2 separate regions of the Sus scrofa genome follow, and region 1 is linked to region 2. Evidence: chromatin contacts called from public promoter capture Hi-C data. All regions are on one chromosome and are shown on one strand. Each heading gives the region's core, a stretch centred on a gene start, on an enhancer-like site or on the middle of the called end of the contact. The rest is flanking DNA. Distances are from core to core; before and after follow the strand shown.

Region 1 (3,172 bases), core at 56-2,555, 220 kb before region 2:
CTCAAATCTGATCCTTGGCCAGGGATGCTATGGGGAGGCCTAAAAAACAAAAACAAAAACAAAACAAAAGCAAGTGGGCCAAGAAGGGAAAACATCATCCTGGGAGATACAGGGAACTGCAAAGTTAGCTAACTACATAAACTGCCAGAGCTGACTGAAGAGACTGAGACAGGAAGGACAAAAGCCACACCTGCCCAGGTAATTGAGTTCCCAGAGTGAGGTGGGCTCTGAGATAACCCATGCAGAGGTCTGGATAAAGCAGCTGATATGACTGAAATAGAAAGTTAAGGAGCTTCTGTCATGGCTCAGTAGTTAACAAATCCAATAAGGAACCATGAGGTTGTGGGTTCGATCCCTGGCCTTGCTCAGTAGGTTGAAGATCCCGCGTTGCCGTGAGCTGTGGTGTAGGTTGCAGATGCGGCTCAGACCCCTAGCTTGGGAACCTCCACATGCCGCGGGTGCGGCCCTAAAACAGGCAAAGTCAAAAAAGAAAAAAAAGAAAGAAGAAAAGTTAAAATACGCACACCTCTTTCATAAAAAGACTGCTTTGAGTATTAAGATGAATCATAATGCTTGGCACATAGTAGGTGTTCAAGAAATGGTTTCTAACGCTAACTGACTGATTGAGCCATCCTGGGTTCCCTTCTCGCTCCTCTTTTACAGAACAGAACTTACCGTATTACAATTGTCTGGTAAGTTTGGTGAGGGCGGCACCGGTGCCCGGCTTGCTCACGCACTGTAGTACCCAGCACCTGGCACATAGTGGTGCTCCATACGTATTTTTGAATGAATGACACCTTTGCCCTTGATCGTTGAAGTCCCCTCGGACTCCAACATTCCTGATTTGCCCCGGACTGAGGGGTTTCTTGGGAGGCAGCAGTGCTGAAACCCGGTCAGTCTCGGGCAAACCGCAGTTGAGTGACATGATAGATAAATTTTCAGGAAGAAAGGGGTTAAAAATCGGGAGAGGACGAAGATCGAATGGCTCCGCCCACTTAGGCTGTAGCCCCACCCCTTACCACGGCCCTCCCTCCCTGGCTCCGCCCCTTCCTCTGGGAAGGTCACCTTCGAACGCGGGAGACTAAGTGGGCATGCGTCCGGCCCACGGCAACTACGCCCGTTCTTGCAGGCTTTCTCCGCCTTCCCTCCACCCACTCGGGAAACCGGAAGCCACCTCCCACTCGGTGGTTCTGAGCAGCTAGCGGGTCCTCGGTGGACGCTGGCTCGGCGCCGCGGTGCTCGGTGGGACAGCGGCGGAGAGTGCCCTCGGGGTGAAGGGGTGGGGCTCGACGTCAGAAACCAAAATGGCGGCGGTGGTCGCGGTCTCCTTGAAACGCTGGTTCCCGGCCACAACCCTTGGCGGAGCCTGCCTGCAGGTGAGCACCCGCCCCGGGCGGAGGGGGCGAGCCAGGCATGAAGGTCACGGAGACGGCTTGCAGTGGGGAGGGCAGCGGAAGGGCTGAGGGAGCACAGGGCCAGGCCTCGAGGAGGACAACCCGCTCCCACCCGCGCAGTGCTCTAACTCTGGTCGGGAGCGTTCCTGCCGGTTATCTTTCTGCACCTTTCTGCAGCCCGTGAATTGGTCAGGGCGGAGAGGGTTTTTTAGACACAAGAAAGAGAAGTTCGGAGAGGGAACTGGAATTGCCCAAGGTCACATGGCGAGCGAGTGTCTGTTGGGAAGCATAATTCGAATCCGACCATTTGGCCTCCGAGCCCTTTTTCTGACTCCTTTGGGAAAGACAGACCTGCCGGAGCGCTAAGGATAAAACTGGGAGGCGAGGTCACTCCTCCAGGGTGCTCAGTAAAGAGGGAAAGGGCGGGTGAATTGTTGGGGCCAAGGGAACAGAAAAATGGAAGGTAATCCGCTTGATGCCCTGAGGATATGAGTCTTCGTAAAGCAGAGTCATCCGCTCTGAATCTCTACCTGTAAAGGGCGTACCGACCTTATCGAGCTTGGCACTGCTCTTATTTACGTTCTTCAGGGTGCATCCCTTGAGTTGTCAGGAAGCTACACACTTGTGATCTGCATTCAAAATGGGAGGAAGGGAAATTGCCATCGCAATTTGTGTATGTAAATCCCTTTCAAATCTTTTTCGTCCTTTGGGCTCCTGAAAAAACCCTGTAAGATGGACAAGCAGGAATTCTTACCTCCATTTTAGAGTTTGGAAAACTGAGGCCTCAGAAAGTGGTGTTTTGGGTTTTTTTGTGTTTGTTTTTTTACTTGTTCAAAATATCACAGCCAAGAATGGGTTGATCCAGGACCAGACCCCAGTGTTTTGATCTTTGTATGTGAAAAACTCCTAGCATAGATCTGCCCACAATAGAGGTACAAGAATTATGAATTCCCCTCCTCTTCCTGCACCTCCATGAGAACATATTCGCTGGCATATGGCCAGTCTTCTAACACCAGCTCTTTGCAATATGCTCTATGTGAACTCAGACAGGTCATCTCGCAGCCTTCTGAGAAGTAGGGCTGGGGATGAAAACTGCCTACCAGCATCTTAAGCTGAGCGTTAAATTGGTGATTGATAATGACCTTGTTTACAGCTCTTTTATACTTGCTGAGCAAGCAGTTAGGTTGTGAGAGTCCCACCAATGAGAGTGCATTCTGAAGCTCAGGTCCCTCCTCCAAGAATGAATTACAGAGAAAGTTGGTTTCATAGGTCAGTGTTGTAATTCCAGGTGAAGCCACTGTAGGGCCTCCTGAGGGCAAAGAAAATAAATTACACTCACACCCCCGTGTAGGAAAATATATTCACATCCATAAATAGTGACATCATCATAATCCACCTGAATAGAATCCGTAATGAGCTTGGTGTACTACTTTCGGGTATACTCTGGTTCCTAAGAGTCTAGGACACAGTGGGAGATCTCTTCTGAATTCCTCATGCTTTTGTTTGTACCACTGAACCACAGTTCTGCCTGTGAGTATTGAACTGTAGTGTATTAACTGTTGTTTATGTTGCCTCATTTCTTCCTCTAGACTGTGTACTCCCCAAGGGCAAATACCACAGACTTTCAGTTGTGTGTCTCATTGCCTCTAGAGCTGACGGGGCTTGCTATACCCATCTGCCAATTAGAATAATGCAAGAACAGGAGTTCCCGTCGTGGCGCAGTGGGAACAAATCCCGACTAGGAACCATGAGGTTGCAGGTTCAATCTCTGGCCTCGC
Region 2 (3,178 bases), core at 432-2,931:
AGTCATTCCAACTGTAAACCAAACTTTTTTGCAGGGAGCAGCATGAAGGGTCCTGAATGATTCACTCACACCTGTGGCAGGCGCCAATAAACGCCTCTGGCAGAGATTGTGAATTCTCTAGCACAAAATTACTGCTAAGCACTCTGTCTAGCACATGGCAGACCTCCTAAATGTTTGTTGATTGAAAAATACCTAGCTGACACCTGTTGCCCTCTATAAAATCTTTCGATTGCTCTCCCTACTCAAGCCACAAATCCAAGAAAGATGGCTGGCCCGTAAGAACTATACAAAATACCTCCTGAACGAAATCAATTCTTCAAATCCTCAATCATGCTAAGTGGGGAAAAAAACACCTTGAGAGAAATGCTTGAACCACCACCAGCAAAAACTTCAAAGTCAAAATTTCAACATTAAGGGAATGTTAAGGGAGTGCATCCATTTCTTGGTCTCTTCAAGCGCTGACAAGCACCCTCAAAGGAGCTTGATGAAAAAAACAAAAACAAAACCCACCTTCTGTTGTTCTATTCCGGTAACACTCGGCTCTCCACGCCCTACTCCCGACACATAAACCTTCAAGGTGGATGTCACTCGAGCCAGAACTGAACAATGAACACGAGGAGGACAAAACCAAAAAGACATCTCCCCACCTTCACAAGGATCACCACAGAACCGCAAACTCTGAGAAAACCAAATTAAACGCGAACCTAATAGAACTGACTATTCCGGCTTGAAACAGAGTATGTTTCCTACAGCTTGTGGAGGCAAACAAAACTCCGAAAAGCAAAGTCGAACGGTCCATTTCTCCCCTCCCTTCCCAGGAATGCAGCTACTTTACATATCACACCCCTCCCCCCTCGACCCCGGCAATCACTCTGCGAGACCCTTCCCCGGTGATCGGATCGTTGGGTGCGCCTCGGGGAGAAAGGCTGGCCGCTAGGCTTTCGGTTGTTCCGGCAGGGTCCCCGGGAGACCAGCCTGCCAGAGCGCTCAGTAAAATTAAAAGAGGAAAAACCCAGACTCGCCCACCGTGGCGGATGACGCAAAGCGGTGGGGGATTTTAGCATGCCCAGAAATGACTCGATTTCCTCTTGCTCTTCTCCGGGGCCAGATTTGCCTCCTGGGTCCGCGCATTCCCTCCCCCCACCCCCCGCCCCCGCCAAGTGGTGTGTCGCTCCTAGTCGGAGCACATGAACTTTAAAATGGTGCTTTGCACAGGGGACCGACAGGGAAAAGAGGAGTCGGGTCAAAGGCGCCTGGGGCGGGCTAGCGGGCGCCAGGAAAAGAGGTCCTAGTGGCGGGTGGGGCGCCCCGGATGACGCGCACGCCGGTAGGGAGTAGGGAGTGGAAGGAAGAGCACCAGGCAAAAGTGCAGGGAGAAATGGAACGTGGCCCCTTTAAGAGGCCTTCACCGAGCTCAGGAACCGGGGGCCTCTCCTTCACCCCCGGCCCGGCGTGTGGGGCCCTTCCTCAGGGAGAACCATCCCCAGACCCGCTCCCCCGAGGCTTTCCTCACGCCAGGTCCCGCCCGGCCCAGCCCCGGGGCGGCGGCTCCTCCTTACCCCGCTGTCTGCCGCCTCCTCCCAGCTCTCAGCGACCTCCTCATCTTCCATCTTACTCGCCGCTTTCCCTCCTCCCCCACCCCCTCCCCGCGCCTGCGTCCTGAAGCGCGCCTTGGTCGCGGGCGCCGGCACGCAGGGCTTTGCTCAATGAACCCCGCCCCCTGTCAAGCCCGGAAGAGGCTCCAGGCCAAGGCCCAGGAACGTCAAGGAAGCCATCTTGGAAAAGGGAAAGCATAAAGTTGCCATTTTTCTTAAGGGCAATGTGTCATTTCTCTTGCCGAATGGGAGTCCCTGTGAAGTCATCCTCTTTAGTATGGGAAGTGTGTTCTTTAGAACCATCTTTTCCAAGGGCAGGAAATTACTCTTTTTTTTCTTTTAAGGTGTAGTTTCCTAAGCTGCAGATTATGGTTTTTTCCAAAATTTTGAAAACATATGTATACCTCGACAAAGTGAAATAGCGGACATAACACTGTCCAGTTTAAACTGGTTTTGACTCCTTAAATAGGTTGTTGATTAATCAGACTTTGAGGTATTTTATAGAGGCAGCACTGCTCATGTGCGAGATGGGAACTCTTGTTTCCAGGAGGACCCCGGAACTAAGAATCTTCAGTTTAGGGAACTCAAATAGAAATGTTGCCCCCGGAATCCTTTACCAGGCGTAGCAAGAAGTCTTTTGTGGAGGAAAATCCGGTTTCCAGCCCCCCACCGTACCTTGCTTACCATATATGGACTGCTTTGAAAACTAGCCAATCAACTTGTGCCAACTTTGAAATTTCCCTAACCCTTAAATTTTGCCCCAAACCCTGGCTGGGACGGGGGAGACAGATTTGAGCCCTGCCTCCTGCCTCCTTATTGCTACCTCGCAATAAAGCTCTTTCTTTTCTCAAAAGTTGGTGCCGTAGTATTGGCTTCTAAGGGCGCCAGGCAGTGAACATGGTCCGTTCTGGTAAGAATTTCTGGCGACGGTGAAGGGACCAAGGTCTTGCGATCGCCTGTCTGAGGCACTGTAGCCCCCGGCTGGGTGTAGGCCCTCGCCACCGACCCTGAGTGGCCACCTAGACTGAATTTGTCTAGAGGCTTGGCTGTCGGGTTCCTGCTTCCCGCCGCTGCGGCGCTCCAGGCTTCTCTACGTTACTCACTTTTGGGGAAAGAAACAGCTCCTGGATCTTTTGGGTGAGTAACCTCGTTTAACTGCGCTTGTGCCTAAATTGTTTAATATAATTTCACCAGGATTGTGGGTTAGACTCACAATCCCTATACTGTCTAAGGGAGACAGTATAAAAGGTTACAGCGGCTGAGGTACTCAAAAGATCGGGTTTAGAGTCCCAGGCCTTTGGATTTGTCTAACTATTTTGTTTATTAGGAATTGGGGTTAACTATTGGATGACCACAGCCACACTTCTAATATATCTGTTTTATGTCATTTTGCTGTGGTCATCCTGAGAAAAAAACCCTTTCAAAATGGGGAATTATGACAGTATACCTGACGGCAGTCCCTTGAAAAGTGTTCTTCAAGGTTGGTCACTGTATAGCTCTAAGTCTATGAAAAAGAAGAAAATGATTTCCTTTTGTAACCATGTCTGGCCCAAATATCAATTGGAATCTGGGGAAAAATGGCC

The links. Promoter capture Hi-C pulls out the DNA fragments that hold promoters and counts their contacts.
Region 1: a contact with region 2 is called in a promoter capture Hi-C map of liver, with 2.4 times the contacts expected there. The contact joins the promoter of SDHB here to the promoter of SZRD1 in region 2. A contact is called at or near these places in 1 of 5 promoter capture datasets (liver), 6 of 47 Hi-C or Micro-C datasets (embryonic fibroblasts, heart right ventricle, liver and 1 more) and 1 of 2 datasets of contacts at active chromatin or transcription factors (alveolar macrophages).

The regions. Positions count from the first base shown.
Region 1 is chr6:75,676,244-75,679,415 of Sscrofa11.1, reverse strand. SDHB (succinate dehydrogenase complex iron sulfur subunit B) reads left to right here and starts at 1,305. Exons shown (of 8, transcript NM_001104953.1): 1 at 1,305-1,376. The coding sequence starts at 1,305.
Region 2 is chr6:75,457,627-75,460,804 of Sscrofa11.1, reverse strand. It overlaps SZRD1 (SUZ domain-containing protein 1), which reads right to left and starts at 1,681. Exons shown (of 4, transcript XM_005665044.3): 1 at 1,560-1,681. The coding sequence starts at 1,610. LOC100522143 (a long non-coding RNA gene) reads left to right here and starts at 1,848. Exons shown (of 2, transcript XR_303959.3): 1 at 1,848-2,732. LOC110255192 (a long non-coding RNA gene) reads right to left here and starts at 1,103. Exons shown (of 2, transcript XR_002344914.1): 1 at 1,027-1,103.